Regions from separate parts of the Zea mays genome. Here region 2 is linked to region 1. Evidence: chromatin contacts called from public Hi-C data. All regions are on one chromosome and are shown on one strand. Each heading gives the region's core, a stretch centred on a gene start, on an enhancer-like site or on the middle of the called end of the contact. The rest is flanking DNA. Distances are from core to core; before and after follow the strand shown.

Evidence for each region. Hi-C and Micro-C count contacts between places; a contact is called where the count stands out from the background.
Region 2: a Hi-C map of ear shows a contact between it and region 1, with 1.8 times the contacts expected there. The contact joins the promoter of LOC100502229 here to the enhancer-like site in region 1. A contact is called at or near these places in 2 of 25 Hi-C or Micro-C datasets (ear and tassel).

The regions. Positions count from the first base shown.
Region 1 is chr6:77,121,946-77,128,420 of Zm-B73-REFERENCE-NAM-5.0, reverse strand. It overlaps LOC100192869 (hypersensitive-induced reaction protein 4), which reads left to right. Exons shown (of 5, transcript NM_001138058.1): 2 at 2,196-2,316; 3 at 2,397-2,488; 4 at 3,140-3,236; 5 at 3,450-4,033. The coding sequence ends at 3,811. Among protein-coding and RNA genes, the nearest start is that of LOC100192869, 11 kb to the left of the region's middle. Within about 2 kb of position 4,145, at least 18 of the 20 cell types and tissues checked have an H3K27ac peak or open chromatin away from gene starts, as enhancers often do. A contact at or near this core is called in ear and tassel, where this site is marked.
Region 2 is chr6:77,504,857-77,511,331 of Zm-B73-REFERENCE-NAM-5.0, reverse strand. It overlaps LOC100502229, which reads right to left and starts at 4,019. Exons shown (of 4, transcript NM_001196706.1): 1 at 3,802-4,019; 2 at 1,741-1,896. The coding sequence starts at 1,843. LOC109940158 (a long non-coding RNA gene) reads left to right here and starts at 3,593. Exons shown (of 2, transcript XR_002262686.3): 1 at 3,593-4,028; 2 at 4,938-5,130.

The sequences.
Region 1 (6,475 bases), core at 2,896-5,395:
GGAAGTGGGGCGCCCTCAGGGGTCTTCGGAGCGCGTCGCTGTCGTCTGAAGAACGCGATGGGCGGATTCCTGAACTTTGCTTGTTTTGCAGTGGCCTTCATCATCAATCTGCGTCTCCCTCCGGAGGAAGGGCAAAGGCTGGAAACGGCCATCGGGGTCTTTGGAATTACTTCAGCTTCTTTGCAGCCCTCCTCGCGCCGCAGCAGCACATCCCCTGCCACCAGACACTGATCCCCGTCCGGCACAGGGGTCGAAGGACTCCCTACGCTGCTGCATGCCACTGCATCAATCAGAGCACAAGGCTGGCTGCTGCGAGCCTTTGTATCAATCAGAACCCAAGGCTGGCTCAATTCCCTGGGGGAATCCGAGCGCCTCAAGGGTCCCAATTTGTCATGTACCGGCCGCCGTTGAGGGTGGGTCTTGTTGCCAGGATCGTCAGTGATTGCAGCACGTTGAGTAGGTGGAGGGTTGTCGTCACCACATCTTCTCCGTGAAGGGGGTGTCGGGTTTGTCCTAACCGTCACCTCCATCCGGCGGCTATGGAGCGCCAGGCATGAGACTCTAATCAGCAGGAACCCAACGAATTTGCACCGGGTACACCAGGGCCTTCTTCCCTTCAGCAGCTGAAGCTTGGTCTGGTTCAGTGATCCAGAGGTATTTCTTAGATGGAATACGTTCAGGATCACAACACCAGGCAAGGCATCGAAAGACTTCCAGACTCCTGACTTCCAGCGTGTCGGGCATAACCTGGGATATGCACGCATGGGGATGTTCACATGAGCCAGCAAGCAAAAATTCCCCAATCCTCTCGTCTCCGCGACGAAGATGTACAAGTAACTTGATAGAGAACAACATAAAAATTATTTGATTTATAATGAACTTGAGATTTACATAAAAAATTATTCTAAAATCCATGGTTTCAAAGGCGTCGTCTAGCGCCTAGGCGTCCAGGCGGCCAAAAAGTCTAGACGTCCCCGTCGCCTAGCCAAGAGTCGGCAAGAGGGGGGGGGGGAAGAAGCCTAGCAGAGACTTTTGGTAGCGGGATCGGCGGCGCAGAACTCAGGGGAGTGCCGAGCTCGGGGGAGTGGCGGCGCAGAACTCGGGGGAGTGTCGAGCTCGGGGGAGCGACAGCGCAGAACTCGGGGGAGTGCCGAGCTCGGGGGAGCGGCAACGCTGAGACTTGGGGGAGCGCCGCCGAGCTTGGGGGAGGAGCAGCGATGCATGGTTGTGGACGAGCGGCGACAGTGAGATGGGAGCAACCCTAATCTCTTCTACCCCTTCTTTTTTTTCTTTCTCCCTTTTTCTTTTTCTTCCTCATATATGTTGTTGTTCTGTCTTTTCTTTAATTGGTAAGGCGTCGCCTCGCTCGCCTTAGTAAGCGCCTAGGCGTCGCCTAGGCGTCCAGGCGGTGGCCCAACGCCTTGTCTCGCCTTACCGCCTTAAGAACTATGCTAAAATCACTAAACATCACTAATCAAAATAGCAAAGAAGAAATATGTTTACTAGAAATTTACCTTCTTGGCAGACGGCAGCGGCGGGTGGCCTGGTGCGGTGCTGAGTTGCTGACTGCTGGCGGTGGGCAATGGCGCACCGCGTGTGCTGCACTGCTGCCGTGCTGCGCTCTCCAGTCTCCCCTGTGGCCCCGCCAGGCATCAGGCCGTCAGGGCATCAGCCACCGGGGCGATCAGGCAGCGGGAGCTAGGAGCCCAAACGACGTGATCCTTTTGTTTTGGTGCTGTTCCAACTTCCAAGCCTGCAAGGCTGCAAGTCGAGCTGCAACACTGCACCTGCTTTTTTTTTGATAGCTACTGCGGATTGGTGGTCCGGTGGGCCCGCCCATAGGGTATGCCACGGCCCACCCGGACCACCCTTTAGCTACGCCACCGTTGCTGCATATTAGTGCGTGGCTGTCGGATACCGGAAGAACATTGCTGATCGCATTATCCAACAAGTGGACCTTACATGTTCTACGTAGTATAAACTAGTGTAGCCATCTTTTTTCTTTTTGCTCGGTTTGCAAGTATGGCCTTTACAACACTATTTGCATCTGCCCTTGCCCACCACCACCACCACCATGTGCCTGTCGGAATCTGTCTCTAGTTCCTCTGTAATAATGAAGTGAAACACCCTTTGCCCATGCTACTCATTGCTTGTTTTCTTGTTGAAACAGTTAACGATATCATTTTTCTCTGCAGGATAATGTCTTCGTCCAACTGATCTGCACAATCCAGTACCGTGTTGTCAAGGAAAATGCAGATGATGCTTTCTATGAGTTGCAGAATCCCCAGCAGCAAATCCAGGCCTACGTCTTTGATGGTGAATTATTAGCACCGAGCTTTCTTGGTTTTGCACGGCTTATGAGTATAACCTGACACTTGAATTTTTATGAGAAATAGTTGTTCGGGCCATAGTGCCGAGAATGAATCTGGACGATCTCTTTGAGCAGAAGAACGATGTGGCCAAAGCTGTATTGGAGGAGCTTGAAAAGGTATTTCTAAAGCCTTTTTTTACTGGTAGGGGATTGGCTCGATATCATTGGTTCTGCTTGTAACTGCAGTGACACATCTGGTCATTCTCTTGGTGATAATTTCAAGTACTTGACCATTGCGCCTGTACTCTGCTTCTGATTAGCAATCTGTCTAGTGATTACTGTAGCGGTTGCTTTGTTTTTCTAGCTTGCCCAACGTGTATCCTTACAGCTCGGTTTAGTACATCCGGAACTAGTTGTTTTGTAGCATGTGGGCCTTTTTATTTCCAGTATAGTTTTTAACATGTGTATTAAAAGGAGCACAGTTTCGTGATACTATTTGATGAACTTGGTTGTGTGACAAGTACTTAATGGTTTATACTTTATAGACAAACAACATGCTTATTTGTTTTGACACCGTATTTGTTTCTGATGGAATCAGATTCTTGTCTGGTTGATATTTACCCTATGTTCGCTTCCACTGCTATTGTTTAGGATTGTCCTCAGCGCATACATAGTTTCCTCTGTACTATTGGCAATGTTTAGTAGTCTGAGCCTATGTCATCTCTCGAGAGAATAATCCACTGTTCTACCTTTTCTTGTATTGCCCTGCAACATATGGCTGCTCTATGTCTTTCCTGGCAAATTCAATAAACTCTTGCTGTTGTCCAGGTGATGGCAGATTATGGTTACAGCATTGAGCACATTCTCATGGTTGATATCATCCCTGACGCTGCTGTTCGTAAGGCAATGAACGACATAAATGCAGGTATTATGCCATTTCTGTACATGTGAGAACTGCCTCCAGGTTATACAGCTTGTGAAATGTTTACTGAACTCTGCCGTGTTCTTGTTAAGTTCAAAGTTTCTGGTGGTTTTAAATGCTATCTGCTGTAGAAATGCTTCCTCTTTTTCCTACATCCAGTATGTATCATTCTCTGTCGTATGCATCTGCGCTCACTTAAGTGATCAACTCCTACAGCCCAAAGGCTTCAACTGGCAAGTGTTTACAAGGGAGAAGCAGAGAAGATCCTTATGGTGAAGAAAGCGGAGGCAGAAGCAGAGGCGAAATATCTTTCTGGTGTCGGTATCGCTAAACAGCGGCAGGCGATAACCGACGGCCTTAGAGAGAACATCCTGAACTTCTCACACTCGGTGTCGGGCACCAGCGCGAAGGAGGTCATGGACCTGATCATGGTCACGCAGTACTTCGACACCATCAAGGAGCTCGGGGACGGCTCCAAGAACACCACGATCTTCATACCCCACGGACCAGGCCACGTGAAGGACATCAGCGAGCAGATCCGCGACGGCATGATGCAGGCCTCAAGCAGCAACGTGTAAATCACCGACTCTCTGCACGATTGGAGACGGCTCGGCTCAGGATGAGGCCTGGAGTACCATGTTCATAGTGTTAGGTTGTTGTTAGTGGTAAATAATGAGTGCTGGGGCTTTTGGCGAGTCTTGAGTTACATGCGGTTGTACAACTAGTGTGGTTTGTTTTATATATAAAAATGTATATTTACATGGTTCTGCTCCTGGAATTTTGACTTTTTATGGTTTGGACATTAAGCGATGGTCTGATCGTCTCACCATCACAAGCCGCGACATAGACGGCATCACAATCCTCGTGTCACCATCACGAGCCGCGACATAGACGGCATCACAAACCTTCCCGTCACCTCCAGCAGGACCTGGCCAGGTGGGGTCACACGGTGTTCACGCTTCAACCGGGGCGCTGGGGAACATAGTTACCTTTCGGCGCGTTCCGCTCCTTCAGCTTCATGTCAGGATCATGGCGAGGTTTACTCTTAGGCCCGGTTTGTTTCGTTGGAATTGAATTCTATTTTAATAATTATAATTTAAACAAAACTAATTAAATTTATATATTCATATATGTAATATATTTTATATAAGAGATAGTTATATAGTACATTTATATTATAGCGAAGCAATTAGAAGAGTGCGCTATAAGTTGTACATCAGAAAAATAGCATGTAAATCTATAGAATCAATTTTCATCTCTCACCCCATAAATTTGATATAGACTTATATGATAACTTTGGAAAGTGGTGGAATGTCACATTCTAAAAAAATAGTCTATTCCATTAGGGCTTGTTCGTTTGTGCCGGATTGGTGGGTCGGAACGATTCCTAACCGGATTGCTTCTCTAATTTATATAAACTTTGATTAGCTGGAACGATTCCGGGTGCAATCCGATAGAAACGAACAAGGCCTTAATAAGATTCAAATTCCTCGAAATGAAAGGAAACAAACGGGACCTTACAATAGTTTCTTTTTTGAACTCACTGTAGGGTGATCCCTACCGTATTCTCTTTTTTTTATTATCTGACATTCAAATCATATTTTTACAATTTTACGCAAAAGATAAATGTTCAAGTTTCGAATCGAGAGTCATAGAGGGCCGGTCACAATTTATTTGAGTTTGTAGCATGAGGAGCATCTCTTTCTTGAAGGCCTCTTTGCAGCTTGAAGTTGAAGTTGTGGGTGAAATCAGTGGCGGAGCACCCGTTATGGCCAACTATGGCTAGAGCCATACCTAAAAATCATGTTTGGTGTAGTGGTAAGCTCATATGCTTGTAATCAACATGTTTCAGGTTTGAGTCTTATGTGTTGCATCCAGTTTTTCTATTTTTTTGCCCTTCTCCAGTCATACCTCATTATTGTTTTATCCTCCGCCACTAGGTGAAATGTTTTCGAAGAACCACCCGTTCCTGCATTTACAAATACACCACACCATAACAATAACAATTTCTAGCCCCCAAGGTCTACTCGATGACACTTGGCAAAGATATACCTATGCTGTCGGTGTTTCGAAACCCGGGGGGGGGTCCCTGAACCGACTAGTGAATTGTCGCCGCGTGCCCCAGCCCAGATGGGTCGACGCGAGGCGGAACGCGAAGGGGGGAAAGGAAGCAGCCGGAGGGAGGCAGGCGTGAGAGAGCGGATCCCGCGACCTTCGTGTTAGCCCCGCGCCTGAGTCGGGTGCGCTTGCAGTAGGGGGATACAAGCGTCCACGCGGGAGTGGGAGCGAGCGGCCTTGCGCGAGCGCCATCCCGTCCTTCTCCGCGCGGGCCAACCCTCTGTAAGAGGGCCCTGGTCCTTCATTTTATAGTCGTAAGGAGAGGATCCAGGTGTACAATGGGGAGTGTAGCAATGTGCTAACGTGTCTAGCGGTGGGGAGCTAGCGCCCTAAGTACATGCCATCGTGGCAGCCGGAGAGGTTTTGGCACCCGGTTCGTGTGGTGTCGTGGCCGTCGGAGGAGCGCTAGAGCCTGGCGGAAGGACAGCTGTCGGGGCTGTCGAGTCCTTGCTGACGTCCTCTTGCTTCCGTAAGGGGGCCGAGAGCTGCCGTCATCACAGAGCGTGCGGGGCGCCATCATTGCCTATCTGGCGGAACGAGCCAGATGGGACACCGGTCTTGTTCCCCGTAGCCTGAGTCAGCTCGGGGTAGGGTAATGATGGCGCCTCCTGTCGACGTGGTCGGTCCGCGCCCTAGGTTGGGCGATGTGGAGGCTCCTCCGAGGTCGAGGTCGAGTCTGTCTTCCGTGGCCGTGGTCGAGTCCGAGCCCCTGGGTCGGGCGAGGCGGAGACCATCGGCTGAGGCCAGGGCTGAGTCCGAGCCCTGGGGTCGGGCGAAGCGGAGTCCGTCGTCTCCTGGGGCTGAGCCCAAGTCCGAGCCCTGGGGTCGGGCGAGGCGGAGTTCATCGTCTTTCGGGGTTGAGCCCATATCCGAGCCCTAGGTCGGCGGAGCGGAGTTCGCCGTCTTCCGGGGCTGAGCCCATGTCCGAGCCCTGGGTCAGGCGGAGCGGAGTTCGCCGTCTTCCGGGGCTGAGCCCGAGTCCGAGCCCTGGGGTCGGGCGAGGCGGAGTTTCCTATGACGCCCGAGGACGGCCTTGGCTGCTGTCAGCCTCACTCTGTCGGGTGGCTCAACAGTCGGAGCGGCGTAGGCAGCGCTGTCCTCTTGTCAGACCGGTCAGTAGAGCG
Region 2 (6,475 bases), core at 2,770-5,269, 380 kb before region 1:
GCATGGTCTAGTGCCCTCTTGTTTCTTTGTTTAGGTATGGAATACATATTAAAACCAAACCTAGGTCCATAATTTTTTTTGAAGAAGTCCAAATTACTCCCCTGCACAGATAAGTTGTTTTCAGGTAACCCCTAAACAATTTTGTGCTCAATTTACCCTTCGGATCTTCCAGTTGATCCAATCTAACCCCTTATTAAGATTTCCCTTTTTTTTGTTTCTCCCACCCAGACACAAGTTGATAATTTAGTTCGAATTTTATAGGGTGACAGCAGATATCGTAACTTATGTTTGAAAATACATTATAGTTTTTTGTCATAATGTTTCCATATAGTTCTCTATCAGCAGAGTAAATTTATTATTAGACACATAAGCTATCCAAAACAATGATGAAAAGTTCATAATGTATTTTTTAAACATAAATTATGATATTCTATCAGGGCAACATATCTAGTGTAACAACGATTAGGATGCTAACATCAAATTTTGTCTATTGGATTCACTATCTATGGCTGAGTGCAATTCCACCCGGGGATAGCGTGTCCTATTATGCGAAAACGAAGGGGTTCTTACAAAATAGTCTGAGAGGTGGGATTGCACTCAACCATAGATGATGGATCCGATGGGCAAGATTTGATGTTAGCGTGTTAGCACCCTAATCGTTGTTACACTAGATATGTTGCCTTCTATTGATGTACAAAATTTGAACTTCAACTTATACATGGGGAAAAAGGGAAAAAAAGAATTGAGTAGATTGCACCAAATGAAACATCTAGAGAGGCAAAAAAGAACACAAAATTAGTTTAGGGGTTATCTGGACAACTTTCCTGTGAGGATTAATTCCTTTTGTTTTGACATTTAAACTATATGATGAAGCTGAATTGAATTCTTTAACATCAAGAAATTCACTGGCACTCTCTAAACAAATAGTTAATTATGTTCTGTTTGTTGATGCCTTCATTCATAATCAAGCTCTAATGGCTTAATGAGCTTAGCAAAAACTACAATGGTTCAAGTGCATCGGCGCTTTATTCAATCAGCATATTCATTCACCGTTTCGACTCAAACCATCCCACGAAGGCATTCAAGCCTTTGCATATTATGCGAGTAAGGTTTGGCGCTTAAAAGATACCCTTTCCCAGACCCCGCACAGTGCGGGAAGCCTACGGCACTGGGTACGCCCCTTTTTTGTAAAGCTGATCAGTGGTCACTTTCTGTTACTTATTTCACCATTACGTGTTGCATTCTAAATTGTCATGGAGTTCAAATAATCCAGTTGCGAGTCGAGACACTAAGGGGACGTTTGGTTGAGGAATCACCTCATTCTATATGAGGTGGTGAATGATGCAGTGCATCATGAGTTCATCCCATGATTTTGGTTGAATGACACCCTTCGTCATAGTTATACACTTGTACTAATTATTATCTTGTGAGGGATAAGTTGGTGTGTGTGTGTGCGGCTGTGGGCGTTTGGGTGGGGGGTGTGGGGGGCGATCAATCCATTCTAGTCCATAAACCAAACAAAAATATGGGTGAGAAGGTGATGGATCACCCCATTAATCAAACCGAACACACCCCTAACTCTCTATTCTACACCCAAAAAACCTGCACTAAGCAGGTCACCTCATAGGCTCAGACTACTTGCCCTTCGAATCTACAATAAGTCATCCTTTAACTGAAGCATTGAACTAATCATGCAGAAAGGACTTAATAGCAAAAAGCGATCCATTAGTTTACACTGACCTTTTGAAAAGCAAGTACTACTTTGGGCTTCCATCACTCTTTCTTGGGTGGTGACCGCTGATCTCCCTGACCCGCAAATTTTATCCGGAGCAAAGGCTTCCATAAATATGCTAGATTGCAAATCTTTTTTTGTGACAGGAAGTAGAGAAGTACTCGCTGCACCCATCAGAAACAGAAAGTACACAAATGGGATAAGCACCTCGATAATTTTTTTCTCAGGTTCGTAATCTCAGTCAGTGATAATATGCATGTCTAGGATTGGCACAGCTGCAGTTAATAAAAAATTATCGCGGCTACTTCTGCTCCTGAAACCCCACCGCCCCCTACTTCTCCATGAATACATACATAAACTTAATAAAAAATGGAACAAACCTAAAGAGAGCAACTCATAACCCAGATTCCTATACTTCACAGTAACAGAGCATCCTAAAGAGGAAGGGTAATTCTAGAGTGTGACATAAACATGCAATGAAGACAAAAAAGGGATTCCGGGTACTTAGGTTTGGATGGTTAAATAATCTTCAAAGATCATAAGTGCAGCCCAGCTCGGCCATAAGGTAGTCCACAAACTTGTCACAAATAGATAATGCCCACAGCAACTTGGACAGTCACGCTCACAACAAAAAGAAGTCATAGAAGAAAATAAGACTGCAACATAGGAACCTCAGCAACAATATTTTAATCACCTTTGGAATGAACCAAAGTACCAAACCAATCAACTGAAACAAAGTCTCCCTGGAAAAAATTCCAAAATCTTGCTATTGCAACATTTTAGAACACAATCCTCGGCAAGAAAAAAGAGCATTTGATATCACCTATTGCAAGAAAAAAAAGTTTGGCACACAAGTTTATCTTGGACAGTGGCAGACCAGCAGTGCACCTGAGTGGGAACTTGGGTTGCTGTGTGCAGCCCTCACAGCATGCTAGTCTCCATGACTGTTAGCCAATCTTTTAGCATTTTTTGGCATGCTGTCCTCCATGACTATTCCCCAATCCTTTGCCCACTATCTGGCCCTCTGGTGCTCGGTGTTGTACCCCTTGACCAAATCAAGTCTGGGGAGGTCTGCTAGATTTTAGAGAGAGAAGGGCGGAAGGAGCGAGCGAGCCATTGTTCCCTAAAGCTTGCGAGGCTTCCCATGACGATTCTTTGCAGGGGATGGAACTGCCCACTATCAGGATCAAGTTACTGTATAACCAAGCGAGAGGCATAGAAAGGGAGATGAATGCTAGATGTTCTGAACTAGAAGTGAACAAGGCAAATGAGATGACTGAGGGATAGGTGTGTTTATTGTGTAGTTGAGGATGCTCCCGCAGCGTCCCATCTTTTTCTTTTCCACTCAGGATGGCCAACCAGAGCATTTCTGTGACAGCAAACACACACACACAAGCCGACAAGCCTTAGAGAGATCCAGACCTGGAACTGCTGCCCCTTCCCTGTTTCGTGCTATCTTTTATCTCAAAGAACAAGGAGTAACAAGCAAAGTAAGACATAAACCTGAAACAACTTCCCAAACAAAAAAAAGGAAAAAAACAACCCTACAAGCCTCTAGACACTTAGATAGGATTGTGCAATCCAAGTCCTCTAGCTTACCGACTTTTTTGCCCCCAACCAATTAGGTCTAATGTGGATAGATTCACATAACTATGCTAAAAACTACCAAAATTGAATGCTTAATATAATCAAATCAACCAAAACAAACTTATTAAGCTTGATTTCATATGTCAAAATACTAAAAAAACTAGACTCTTGGAGCAAATATATGGCGGATTTGCATCCACACGCATCTGGGGTTCCGTGTTTGCATGATGACCGTGTCCATCGGCATTTGCATCCAGGGCACTATTGAAATTATTCAGCCAAATCAGTAAGACAGGCGACGGACCTAGACATCTGTCAAGTCTATGCTACCAAGCCGGGGCTCCTCTCGAGGACCCAAATAATAGACCCATAAAACTCCGTTCTGCGGAACCCAAATCCAAAATCGAAAGAACCACCGGCCTACGTTTGCCATGCTACCATACCAAGCGGGGGCTCGTCTCCGGAACTGAAGGTATGCTTACCGTCGTGGAGGTTCCCCTCGCACTGGGGATCTCCCCGCCAGGCGTCGACGAGCTGGATGACTCCGACGCGGCGGCGAAGTGCGACGGACGAGGGCTCTGTAGCGGCGGGGGTCCTACGCCGCCTGTGACCGGTTCCGGAGGCCTTGACGGCGCGAGGGGGCGGCGGGAGGTGAACAGTTGGGACTTGGGAGGAGGGACCGGAATCCGGATAACGACAGTCGGGCGGGGTGGGTCCGCTCGCCTCTCGGTTCGTGGTTGCTTTAAATTTTTTTCGCGAGATTAGCTAAGAGCATCTCCAATAGCTTCTTTAAAATCGTGGTACAATTCTTATTTTAAAAAAAAAGAGAAAAAAATGCCTCCAACAGTCACCTACATAGTCTCCTTACTTTCCCGCGGGCGAATATCTCGCCTTCCGCGGCGCACATTTTCGCCGCTTGCCAAGCTCCCAATTTTCAATCTTGTTCTCGTCAAGATTTACCTTACCTGTAGCAAAAAAAAACAGGAGCTCACCGAGAAACGTGTTTCTCGGATTTGTCGATTTTTTTCGTTTTTCTCAAAAAACGGCCAGAATTTAGAAAGAGCAGCTCAGTTTAATAAAAAAACATATAGATCGTTTTTAAACCACCTAATATCACTATATACATATAATCATTCTATAAATAGAAAAATAAATCATAATTTGACTGCGAATATAAATCCACAGAGAACATTTTCCTCACTTCTTGCCTCCACCGCTCACCTCTCCTCTCGTGGCCGCCATGGCAGCTACCGCCCCATCCTTCGGCGGTGCCAGCTGCGGGTCGCAGTGTCTCCTCTACATGCAGGGAGGACGATGCTCTGGCGTAAGCGGAAGCCCTGCGGTGTGCTGGTGGTGCTGAAGAAGAAGAGGCAGAGATTGCTGCCCTAGCTCCGACCCGGTGCAGCCGCTTCGTCAGACAATTTGTTCGTTTTTTAGCTGCATGCTCGTTTTTAGCTGGCTGCTGCAGCAATAGTACTCGGCACAGTATTCTCCGGGTTTAGAACATGCAACCACAGCTGCAGCACATTAATAGTAATGTGCTCGTTTTCATGTTGCTTGCGTTTTATGAAATTGAGAGAAGAAAACACTAATTTATTGCTTGTGTTTTGTGAAACAGAAATGAGACTTGTGTTCTTGTTGATGCACACCACCACCAATGGGTAGCTACTGCCTTCGGTCTCGTCGTCGTCGTCCGTCCGTCGCTTTACCTGTCCATTGCGCTTATGTTGCTTCTCTTGCTTCTAATTAATGTACGCATAACACTATATTGTCTATATGGATCGGTGAATTTTAGCAAAAACATTTGAGAACGGTTGGAGAATGCATTGTTTGCTAGGTCCAAAAACTTTTGAGGAGATCCCGATTTAAAAATATTGGGAGATTAAATATTGGATACTCTTGGAGATGCTCTAAGAGCATATGAAAAAGAGCTTCAAAATATAATTTTATTTTAAATCTCTACTACACCTTAAGTTTAAGGTGAAGACGTTCACACCCAACATCACCGTGCCCCCGCGCGCGGCTTCCTCCGCACCTAAACTCACGCGCGGCTTCCTCCCCCACACGCTGTGGCGGCCGAGATAAACGCGACTTCCTCCCCACCAACGGCGCCCTTCCCAAAACCCTCACGCGCTGCTCTGGCCATTTCTTTTATCGCTCAGGGTTGCGTCATATCATCCCACCGGAGTCAGCACTCCTCACTTTCCTCCTCTCGTTGGGTGGGGGTCGCGTCATCCCCCTCACCGATCTGGTAACCGCTCGCCTGCGGGAGGACTCTGCGACCCCGATGAACATCAGTCCGACGACTCCCGCGGCCCCATCCTCAGTGCCCTGCTACACGCCAGCTCTACCCCTATCCTCCTTGAGTCCCCCCGCCGCTACAGCTGCCGAGTTGGCCTGTGGGGAGGTTGGCCCCACCCCGGCCCGAGATTGCCCCTCGCCCCCCCAAGATTGCCGCCGTCGAAATGTATCCCGCACGGTCGGCGCCGCGTTTGCCACCGTCCAGTTCCATGTCGGCCGCCGTGCTCTTCATGTCCACAGACCATCGTCCAATTCCGACAGCGACTAGCGACAGCAATCCCACCACCACCCGTTCCTTGACGCGGCTGTCGCGACGTCCCTCCCCGCTCCTCGCATCCGCTGTCACGACGTCCCTCCTCGTTGTGCAGCTCGAGCATGCGAGGTCTCCAGTGGCTTGGAAGTCCCAGCATGGGTGAGTTTGCCTCCACGAGCCGTCCCTAGCGCAGTCACACGCGAAGGCTGATCCCGCTTCCAGAGGTACTCATCTCACATTTATTCCCGTAAGGTCTACTGTGGTAGTTCCTAGATCTAAAATATATGTGGCATGCCTTATACATATCTACAGGTGTGCCACATGTTTGTTTGTTCCTCTACCACGTCACATGTTTGTGAGAAATAGTTCGTGGGATTCTATTTCACATGCGCATAATTCATACTAACTTACTCATGTGCACGCTGATATCCCTTAGTAAATGCAGTGTGGGACGCAAATCCATAACAGCTAAAGGGATTGATTTTTTTTATATTTTCCTCCGCATATCCCGCCTCTTGTATTGAGCATGTGCTGAAGTACAGAACTGGTCATTGAGAAATATCACCAAGTATGCCTATTGAAAGGTTATATAGCTCCCTATT